2 separate regions of the Takifugu rubripes genome follow, and region 1 is linked to region 2. A link is a contact called in public Hi-C data. All regions are on one chromosome and are shown on one strand. Each heading gives the region's core, a stretch centred on a gene start, on an enhancer-like site or on the middle of the called end of the contact. The rest is flanking DNA. Distances are from core to core; before and after follow the strand shown.

Region 1 (5,122 bases), core at 2,374-4,873, 140 kb after region 2:
GGATATCTCAGATCGTAGACCAATCACAATTTTAATCTGAGGATCCAGGGTTCAAGTCCCTGTTCAGGTGTGTCTCTCTTAATCAGATCCAAAAAGATACTAAGTGTGGGGCCTCCAATCTTGTGTTCTCAGGCCTAGTCTGGAATATGTTCTTTTTCTGAGGAAGCTAAAGAGGGATTGAATTTTACAGTGGAGAATATCCTGAGAAACTCGTGTTGTATAGAAACAGCATTGACAAGGACAGGAAGAATCAAGGACGGCACCATTCATCTCTAGAGTAGCCTTTCCAACACTACGGAACACAGACAACCCCGGGTCACAAAGAGGACACAGGGCATCAGCAAGGAACACACAGTTCACACTTCTGTCATCTGGCCAACACGGCGCGAGTGTGAAATCAAAGACAAGCAGCCAAAAAACAGCTTCTACCATCCACCTCAACGTAACAATATTGCACAAATAATTTACTACTGCACTTTTGCAGGTGTGATGGGTGGGAGTGCACAACCTTTTGTGCCTAATACAGGAGAGGTTTTAAAAAAGAATCCGTGGAAAGTAGTGATGAGATTGATATTATTCATGCATTGCAAACTCAAATCTCAACCCGCTTTGGACAGTTTTTTTTTGTCTACTCTGCAGATTTCTGCCATCTGTGTCTGATTTCGAGACAAAAATCTGTTGTTGTTTCTTGCTCAGTCTGCTGCGATGCCTCTTTTAAAAAAAAAGAAAAAAAAAAAAACGAGAGGGAGAATACCACCTAAAAACAATGCAGTTGCTGTTTCAGTGACCTGACCGACCTTATATGTCTGCACCCAGTGCCATAAATTGCAGGTCATTTGTGAAAGCATCCTAACTATCTTAGCTCAGTTCAAAAGTGTTTGTTTACATGCAGTTTCAGATGGAAATTTGGATGCAAACTGCACTTGAAAAGATTTACATTCCAATAGCAGTGTGTGGCTATTCTGAGCTTCCCCATTCTGCTAATTTCAGTCATTACTCTACTTTGCATCTATCAAGACCAAATGCACCATTGCAACACTGAACTAAATGGAAAAGAATGACAGCCCCAGCTATAGATATCATCTTGTGCCCCAGAGGTCAGATTGAAACAGAAGTGTGGCTGACTGGATCATAAAGTTGGTTTGGACTGCACCATCATGTAATATAACCTACATAGTGCTGACAGTCCATCTGCAAGAAGTCTGAGAGGTTTGTGGAATCCTGCTGTGAACTGGAAACTGAGCACTATGTGTGGATCCCGTGCACTGTAAGTCGCAGACACTATGTCGATGCATTGATAGGAAAATTATAATTTTACCCTTTGCCAAGATGGTAAGCATAACATTAAGTGGAAACTATTAAAGTGGAATGAAATTCGCGCCTCTGCATCATATTTAAAGAATCAGTGCGCTCTACCCCCGTAGCAAGACTAGTCGTATCGATTTTAAACTAGCAGGCGCGCTGCTAAATAAAGAAAAGGTTTCCGGTAATACAGGGCATGTGGCGAGTACAGCTGGTAAATACTGACATCTAGGGGAAACGTGTTATTATTACATATTTCACATGATCACGCACCAGTGCGATCAGAAAAATATTAGAAACAAAAACTCGTTCATAAACATCTCTTCTACATTAAAACAAGCGTTATGACTGCCTGTGAAATTGTGATTGAAATTATCAAACATCAGATAGAAAGATGTAGAAAATGCGATTTATATTGTCATACTGAGCATTTAAGAAGCTTAAGTAACGTACAGTATAGTGGTCATAGGCGGAACAGCAGACACATTTAAAGGGCGTCGAAATAAACGTTTATCACAGTTGTTTTTTGTTTTGTTTTTTACATTTGGAGCATATTTCGCAGTTCCATTGTCAGTGATTTGTTGAGGTAAACTCGTCTAAAGAAAAAAATACATCTTAACATATACCATTCAGTTTTGTCTGGAATATTAAACAAATTTCTATTAACTAAGCCTGTTTGTCAGTCTTAACAGATTTACATCATCCCCATTCTTCTTGGAGTAACGCTGACAGTGTTTTGGAGTAGATTAATCTGTAGTCTAAAATGGAGACGTATAAATTATGGGGGATATAAAAGTCAGAACAAAGTTAAAGTTCTCTGTTGCCAGTCCACAGGCATGTCTTGGCCTCATTTATTAGTTTCTGCTTGTTTTCTGTTAATGAAGCTCTGGGTGACATGTTAAACACTGAGCATTAAAAATTATATTTACTGATCAACATCTTTAACTTTGTGTTAACCAGTTCGTCCATAAGATCATGAAAACATACCCTAACTTAACCCATAGCCTGCATCTACCTTCACTTTCTGACAAGTACTTGGTTGGATTTCATCCCAGAAAAATATTTTCATTCAACTTGCCCAGAGAAAGAATAGTTGGTAGAATAGTTTGCCTGTTCCTGAGCTGTACTTTTTGGAGGCTTTGCAGATGCCTCAGTTCTCTTGCCAGGTCCAGAGTGGATCTGAAATCCCCCTGCAGCAGCACAAGGGCCACATTTCAGTCTGGCACCAAGCTTTGCCTGAATTCCTCAGAAAGACCAGAAGGCCAAGAGTCCACTGATGACCTGTACTGTACACCCAAATCAAATAATGATAAATAACAATAAAATAGAGTTCTTTAACTAATACTCTTGAAAATAAAGGCATCTTTTACAGCTGTTTGGTTGTTTAAGTCAAGTAACAAGTTTTAGTTTTTGCTCTTTTTGGCTGAGGGGAGCTTAAAGTAATTAAATTTAAATTTGCAGGGGCCATTCAACTAAGAACACCGTCCATCCATCCATTTTCTGTTAACTCGGGTCTTTTCCTAATCAAGGTCACGGGCTGCTGGAGCGTATCCCAGCAGTGCAACAGTCCAACAAAGACATCTGTCATGAGCCAAGATGAACAAGTTTAATCGAAACATCGGACAAACCCAAAATCTCTTCCTGCTCAAGTGCCCTGACTGACGCATTGACTGTTTCCTGCACTCTGACCTGCAAGGAAAGTGGCTTTATGGATCATGGATTTCTAACAGGAGCTATTGTATACGCAGCCCTCAGCCTTCCCTGGACCGCTGAAAACTCCAAATTAGTTAGATCTTAAATACAGGCTGTTCAAAGATATTCGAAAGACATCAAATTGAAATAATCTCTGTTCAACATATTTTCAGTTTTTTCTGTATTTGTTACATCACCACACTCGTTTAAAGCAACACTGAGGGCGTCTGACATCAGCTTTTGATGAGCTGCTGTACACAGATGATAAAACGGCGAAGATTGAATGTGCAGATGCGAGCTATACTGCAAAGATTCACACAATGACAAACTTGGATGATCAAAGCACACAGAAGAGACGGTCTTTAAGAAAGAAAGAAAGATGTTGGCAACAAGCGGTCGACCACAGCCAGACATATCAGAAACACTGGGCCAACACTTACAGTCGCCTCAGTAGGAGCCGAGACAAGGGAACCTGGGACAATGCACATTCACACAAAACATCAAAGTAATTGCAATCTGAATATGGCATAAATTAGATTTAGGTTTAAAAGAGAAGGAGAGAGAGAGAGTAAGGAGGTGGACACAGAGAGGGACAGAGAGAGACAGCACAATCAGCTGTAAATGGGAGGAGAGAGCACTGTCAGATGGAGTCGGGGAGTTCTGGAAAGTGTTGTGTCGTGTGAATAAAAAGAGAGGGAGAGATGTGACAGACAGTCGATACCGTCCAGCAGACACTCTGTAGTTACAGGCAACAGACGTTACTGGAGTGATTCGCCACCATGCTGCCCTGCAGGATAATTGTCGTTTGTCTTTTCTGCTGTTGCATCAGAAGAGGAGATGCACGACATCAGGCTCAACGTAAGTGTGGGACTTAAACTCCTTATCTCACCACTAAATGGAGAAGTTGCTCTTTGGATTTAGATTTTACCCTCAGGTCTTTTTGATGAATCAGTGAAAACTGCCTCAATTATTCTTGGCTGTACATTTCTTTTGTGGTTTAGCCTCCTTAAACATTTATTTAAACAAAAAGATCTTACATATAAAGATTATTACTGAAAACAAAATAATAAAACACAGTTGGAATGTGTATTGAAATGTATTGAAAAATTTGCATCAATTTATTTTAATGTGATTTCAACATAACTCTACCAGATAATGTTTTTTCTTCACGTCTCCTGCTATAATCTGAAGTCCTCTGCATCTGCTTCTGATTAAATAAAAAGGTAGTGTCCAAAATGATCTAAGAGAGGAAACACATCTCACAAAAATGAATGAAACGCACGCTGAAGTGCTCAACATTCAATTGGTAAGGAAGCTGTATTTCTCTGCCATTTCTGTGGGATGTTGTGCTAATTTATGTCCCTTCTTGGTTCTGTCAGTCACTGGTTAAAAGCCGAAGATGTGAATAATAGACCGGCGACAGTGATCTAAGAAGTGATCTGCATTCATCAGAAGTTCTTTCCTGGCCTTTGCAATCCTGTTGATATAGTGCTCACATGGTGGACATAAAAGTATGAGCGAATGTCGAAAACAGCTTCTGTGCAGGGAAAAACCTGCACGCAGTCCAAAATGCATCTTAAGATCTCCGTGTGTGTGCTCAGTGCTGTCATTAACATAACCCAGCAACTGAGAATAATGGCAAGTAACTATCAGTTTGTCAAAGACTGAAAATTCAAGTTTACACAATTATCTCTCCCAGGATGCAATCCAACCTTGTAAAGTGTAAATTTGCAGTGATTTATTGGCAACAAAAGGAATTTAAACTCCAAATCTCTTAAACAGAGCTTCATCCTCATCACGCTTCTTTAAGCTCTCGAATTTATGTAAAAAAAAAAAAAACATTAACAGTTTTAGGTCTGGAACTATTTTTAATGTTGTAAGTTGTAAGCTTGTGTGTTTGCTTTCTTCATCCTACCATAACTGTAATACATAGTTGTAGACATTTTTTTTAAGGGAGAGCAGAGATGTGTCAATTAGGGGAAATGTGTCAGCAGGTGACCATTAACCTCAGCTTCTTCTTGACACTTGTCTTCTCCATTCAAAGAAATCTGCACATTAATATATATTCAGTGCACCCTCCTGTGTTGCTAGTGTCCTTCCTTTTTGTTTTTAATAACATGGGGTGTTG
Region 2 (5,366 bases), core at 1,952-4,451:
AGCTGCATCTGTCAAAAACAAAGCCTGAAGGAAGCTAATGACAACGTAGCCATAACAACTGCCTCTCTGGACTGTCATCTAAGTGGTGGTTATCATGGTTCATGTTCCCTCAACCTCCCGACTGTAGTTGAACACGTCAGCATTAATTACAAACGAGGGTATTAAAAGACTTCAGATGAGGCTTAGATTCAGCGACACACATGCACCAACCGACAGTTTTTAAGCAAACCAAAATAATCTGATGCAAGTGGGAACCTCCTAAAACAAGTAAAGAAATTCAGCCACACCTCTGTAAACAGCTTGATTTTATGTGTATTTACAGTTCTACATATGTTGACCGAGGTCACTTGTACAATCCAGGGCAGGAAAGGGGCGAAGCAAAGGATCTGTGGAAGATTATCAGCTGTTTTTGTACATGGTGTTATCAGGGCAGGCAGACCACATCCCTTATGTCAGCAAACAGTAAAGGATTACAGCCACAGCCTGCTGGTGACAAACGGATCCTTGCGCTGCGAAAATCGAGAAGAGTGCAAACGAAGGCGCGCTTGGTTCACTGTGATATGGAACCTTGCATGATGGGCATCGACACCTCAGTGAAGCGAGAAGAGAACTGCCGTGCTGCTGACCATCTACTTTCCGACTCATTAGCATAAACACAGCTTCAAAGCGAGCCCACTTTGTGTTTAGGGTCCTCAGCGAGGGTTTCATCAAAGGATGAGATGTGGCAGTGATGAGTATATGAGTATATCTGCACATTAATGTGAGCGGAGGAGTTTCGGCACAAAGCGTCCACGTGGCTCTTTGTATCACGGCTTCTTCAAATAAAGTGGGCTTTCAGCCTCATTAATAAACACACACACTTTTCCCGGCCATTATGAAAATACCAGATAAATATAGATATAAATACCAAATAAATGTTGCATCAATTAACCACCCTCTGATTTTGAAGTTAGTTAACTATATATTTCACATGTTAAATGACCAGCTGACAGCAAACCAATCACTTTGTCTCTGTGACCGCATACACTAAAGTATACTGGCTACTTTAAAATCTTACCTGCATGTCACGACGGGTGATGAAGCCCTTGTTCTCCATGTCACACATCTGAAAGAACTCCAGAGTTTTCTCCTGGACAGTGTTGCGCCCCACATCTTTGGTCTCAGAGGTATCCGACGCCTCGCTGTTGCCTCTTCTCTGCCGCGAAGTTCGCACCGATGAGCTGCTCGCGTCGTTAGCGGCGGCGCGGGAAAGCGCTGAAGCCGCCATGGCTTCGGTGAGTGTGTCGCTTTGAGGATGTTTCCCTCCGTCCTTCATATGAGTCGGGTACAGTTGAGCTGCGGCGCTTACAGATCCTGGAGAACCCCAGGCTGCTCGACATCAGAGCCTCTGAGCACTGTCACTAACTCCCATCTCTTAGCAACTACCTATGTAATAAGTCGATGAAACAAGGAGAGGGACAGCAGAAGAGGGTTTTTAATAAAATCCAGCCCCAGAAAAAGAGTTGTTTTCTTTTTTTCTGTTTGTGAAGCATATGAGCCACTGCAAGGTAAGACTGGTGTTTTATAACGCTGATATTATTGTACAACCCTAAGTTATACAAGTCATTAAATATTTAGAGTAAAAAGGATGTGAGCAGTCTAATTTTGCAAACTGCTGTTATTGACCTTTACGTCTGGGACAATGACCCATCTGAAGCTAACGTGGACTGACAAGTAACTGAAAATAAAAGACTGAAAATAAAGTTCTAGTACACTGACAAGAGCCTTGTTTGCATAGAAATATTGACATATTAGTCACTCAGACTACGTATTAATGTTTCGCTGGTTTGGAAGAGTGCACATATGCAGCAGACTACGTGTGTGTTGATCCATGCAAATGCTGATATGTGGGACTGGAAAAAGACAGGTAGAAAGATATTGGACAGGGACAAGATCAGGGACATGCTGTAACACACAAACACACAGGAGGCCCAAGCTTTTAATCCTCCAAAATAAAAATAAAAAGATTAATTCCTCTCAATATATCTACAATGTGGCAAAATTCTTGCCCACTGTGCAACACTAAGCGTGACTAACCTCACCAGGAAAGTGTGGACTGACACGTGAACTAAGGCATGAGAGGAAATTTATGGGGGAACTTAGGTGACCTGCTGATTCAACAATATTTTGTAATATGAGTCCATTATATTAAGATATGAAAGGTGTATAGATTATTTGACGGTGACTTTTTCTTAACCTGCACATCTATAGGAGGAAGAGTTTGACATTTAAAGCCACAACAATCTGTGGGTTGTGGTGACCAACGACTCACTTGCACAAACCTTAAAAATAAATAAGACATAGACATCTTACTGTTCTACCACTAAGACAAATACTTGTAAAATCAAGGAAATGTTTTTTGATAAGTTTTTCCATCTCTGTAAATACTACACAAAACACACATCTTGCACACACACATACATATATATATATATATATATATATATATATATATATATATATATATATATATATATATATATATATATATACACTGTACAGTATATATTACGTATTTAATTCTGCAGAACACAACATATGAAGATTTTAAAAAGAGAAACTTAATCTGAGAACATAAAAGACTGACATTTTCGCTTGAGGCCATATTCACCTGTCACGGTTTTCCAACTAGATGGGAAAGAGTTAAACTTCAGTTGTAAATGGACCTAAAGGAATGACTTGTTTGAATAACAGGAGCCATCTGAGGTGTAATTTAAAGTATTTTTGAAGTTAATACAAGACGCAACTTAAAAGTCGCTCCACTTCCTGAAGGGACTTCCTTTCTTCTTCTATCATTATTTCCACAACACACGTGAAAGACAGAAAAAGTTTCTACTTCCTTTTACAAACTTTTAACTCGTGAAATTTCCTGCCACACCATTGCCTCACATACGCCGGGCAGACCAAATCAACTTTTTTTCCCCTCACCCAGTCAAGTCAAGAGCACATTTGCAAAGTCAAACCGGACTGTCGAGTTAATTAAGACAGCATGCAAACTCCCGCGATGTTAATCCTGAGCAGATAAAGCGGCGTTGCAAGAAAAAATAGGTTAATTACCTGTAAATGAAAAGTGAAATTCAGGTTAGATGACTCGGCTGAGTCGCTTTCCGTCAGATCCGTTTCTGAGTGACCGAGCATGATGGCGCTAAAATGGAGGGAGGGGCTTCGACTACCATGGCAACAGGAACGCGGATGTACAATCGCACAAGCTCACAGACGTTCCCGTCGAGCGCACTTTTCACGTGTAGATCCGGGTTCGAAACACTAAAATATTCTGATTTTCTGTGTTCATCAGCGTGTTCCAGCATCATTAATCATCAAATGTTTGCATATTTATTTAAGCATGGAAATACTGCAACGTTTCGTCCACGGTTCTGGCAAAATTCTATCTTTAATTGCTGTTAAGGAGACCGGTTTCATGATCTCGGTCACAGGCGGCAGATCAGTGATCTCTAATCAAGACCAAACACCCAGCAGTTGAAGCTGCATGTGTTCATATTTCATACGCAGTTCTTTCTTTTAGAGCCAGAAAGCCAGTCCAAGTGTGAGACAGCAATTACAATAAATTCACAGAAGGCAGTAATCTGATCTTTTGCAATGTCTTCCAAAGTGTCTTCCAGATGTGCTGACATGTCATCGCAGGAAATCAGCATGTGGAATTGATAATATCATGAAGACTTCTAACTATTTAGTTATCTTCATGAGCATGACCAGTTAGTGGAGTTGTCAACATCTGGGCAATGACATGCAAAAATTGCACTATTCTACGCATTGGAATATTCAATATACTCTGGGTTTTGTTGGGCTTCAATACCTTCACAAGTCTTGCAAGTAAAACTACAAAACTTTTTTCAAACTTATAAAATGCACAGGCCTTTTCACACAGAGGGCCCTTTGTGGTCTCATATTGAGGATGAACCCATGCACAGACCTGAAAATGAAGGATATTAAAACAGAAGAAACCCATAAGATCAGTTATTAGAGTAAAACTATTATACTCTAAAAACAAACAGATGGTACTTTCGCAAGCCAAGAAACATAAGGGAGCAAAGATCTGCAGCATGAATGTCTGACTGGATGACAGTTGGTCTGAGGGGATGGGGCAATCATCAAATCCAGACGAGGTTCTGAAAAAGATTGATTCATGTTCAGTTTTCAATATTGAGATTGGTCTCTTAAAATTTCCAATAAAATGGCCAATTATTGCCTAATTATTACCTTTTATCATATATGGTGAATTGACTCTTCATAACAAAAATATAACTTGTGAACGTGTGTCACTGATATCTTACCGTCTACAGTTGATATTTGACATAGTGTGACCATATATTATATATATTATTATATATCTATTATATAATAATAGATAAAGCATAATTTGTCAGATAATTGAAGATGTGGACAAATTGTAAAATTAAAGAAAAATACTGAATGTGTGCTGACTTTTATATTCATTACACAATAGCTAACTCGTCTAAATGCTAATTCTGTAATGCGTAAATGTTTTAATTATTAACTGTAAAATAAACAATAATCTGCCCCGTTTTGTGCCGCTGTAATTCCCATGATGCTCAGATGGGGGCGGTAAAAGACCTGTTATTGTTCAGCACGCTCCGCACCTGTTTTTCTAATAAAAACCCTGGAACATCTGCATTTGTTCTCCGACATAAAACTAGCAGGTCTCGCATTATCCACCTGGTCCGGGACCGAGAACTTGCGCGGATGAACATGAACCCGGCGTGGTGATAAGTGGCTCCGATCTACTGGGAGCAATCCCTATAACGAAACATAAAAGCGTCTCTGCCTCATTGAGCAGCGGAGTCGGCCACGTCTGTTAAGGTTTCAGGCTTCACAAACTGAAAATACGCGGATGTTCCGCATGTGAAGAAGACTCCTTGTCAAGTTGTTTTAACAAGGCCAATTTACTGGTAAACACATGCGTGCAAAGTGACGCTTTGGAGCCAGATGTGTTTACATTTTCGGATAAAAGAAATTAACTTTGAAAGCACATATTTCTTGCATGACTGGATGCACTGAAACAGCAGTGATTGTTAATTTTTTCGATTTGATCCAGTTGTTTTTAAATTCTATTTTCAGTGATTGATATTTATGCACACAGAATATACATCTGCACAGTGCAGGATGCTGTCTCCTGATTACCTCCTGATGTTCTCTAATGAGGTCTGCATGTGGGCCTGATTCCAAGGCAACTTCCATGACGCTTATGTGGGGACAGGAAACCGCCGTCGCAATCACAAGCTGAGCACAGATCCGCTTCAGGACCTATGGGAGGCATTTCAGAGAGGAGAACAGGAGTAGAGTGGCAA

What was found. A called contact is a pair of places that touch in the nucleus more often than the background predicts.
Region 1: a Hi-C map of an unstated tissue shows a contact between it and region 2, with 9 times the contacts expected there. The contact joins the promoter of fam180a here to the promoter of cracr2aa in region 2. A contact is called at or near these places in 2 of 2 Hi-C or Micro-C datasets (muscle and an unstated tissue).

The regions. Positions count from the first base shown.
Region 1 is chr9:4,615,238-4,620,359 of fTakRub1.2, forward strand. fam180a (family with sequence similarity 180 member A) reads left to right here and starts at 3,624. Exons shown (of 3, transcript XM_003967196.3): 1 at 3,624-3,852. The coding sequence starts at 3,774.
Region 2 is chr9:4,472,802-4,478,167 of fTakRub1.2, forward strand. cracr2aa (calcium release activated channel regulator 2Aa) reads right to left here and starts at 3,202. Exons shown (of 18, transcript XM_029842017.1): 1 at 3,097-3,202; 2 at 1,058-1,425; 3 at 1-8.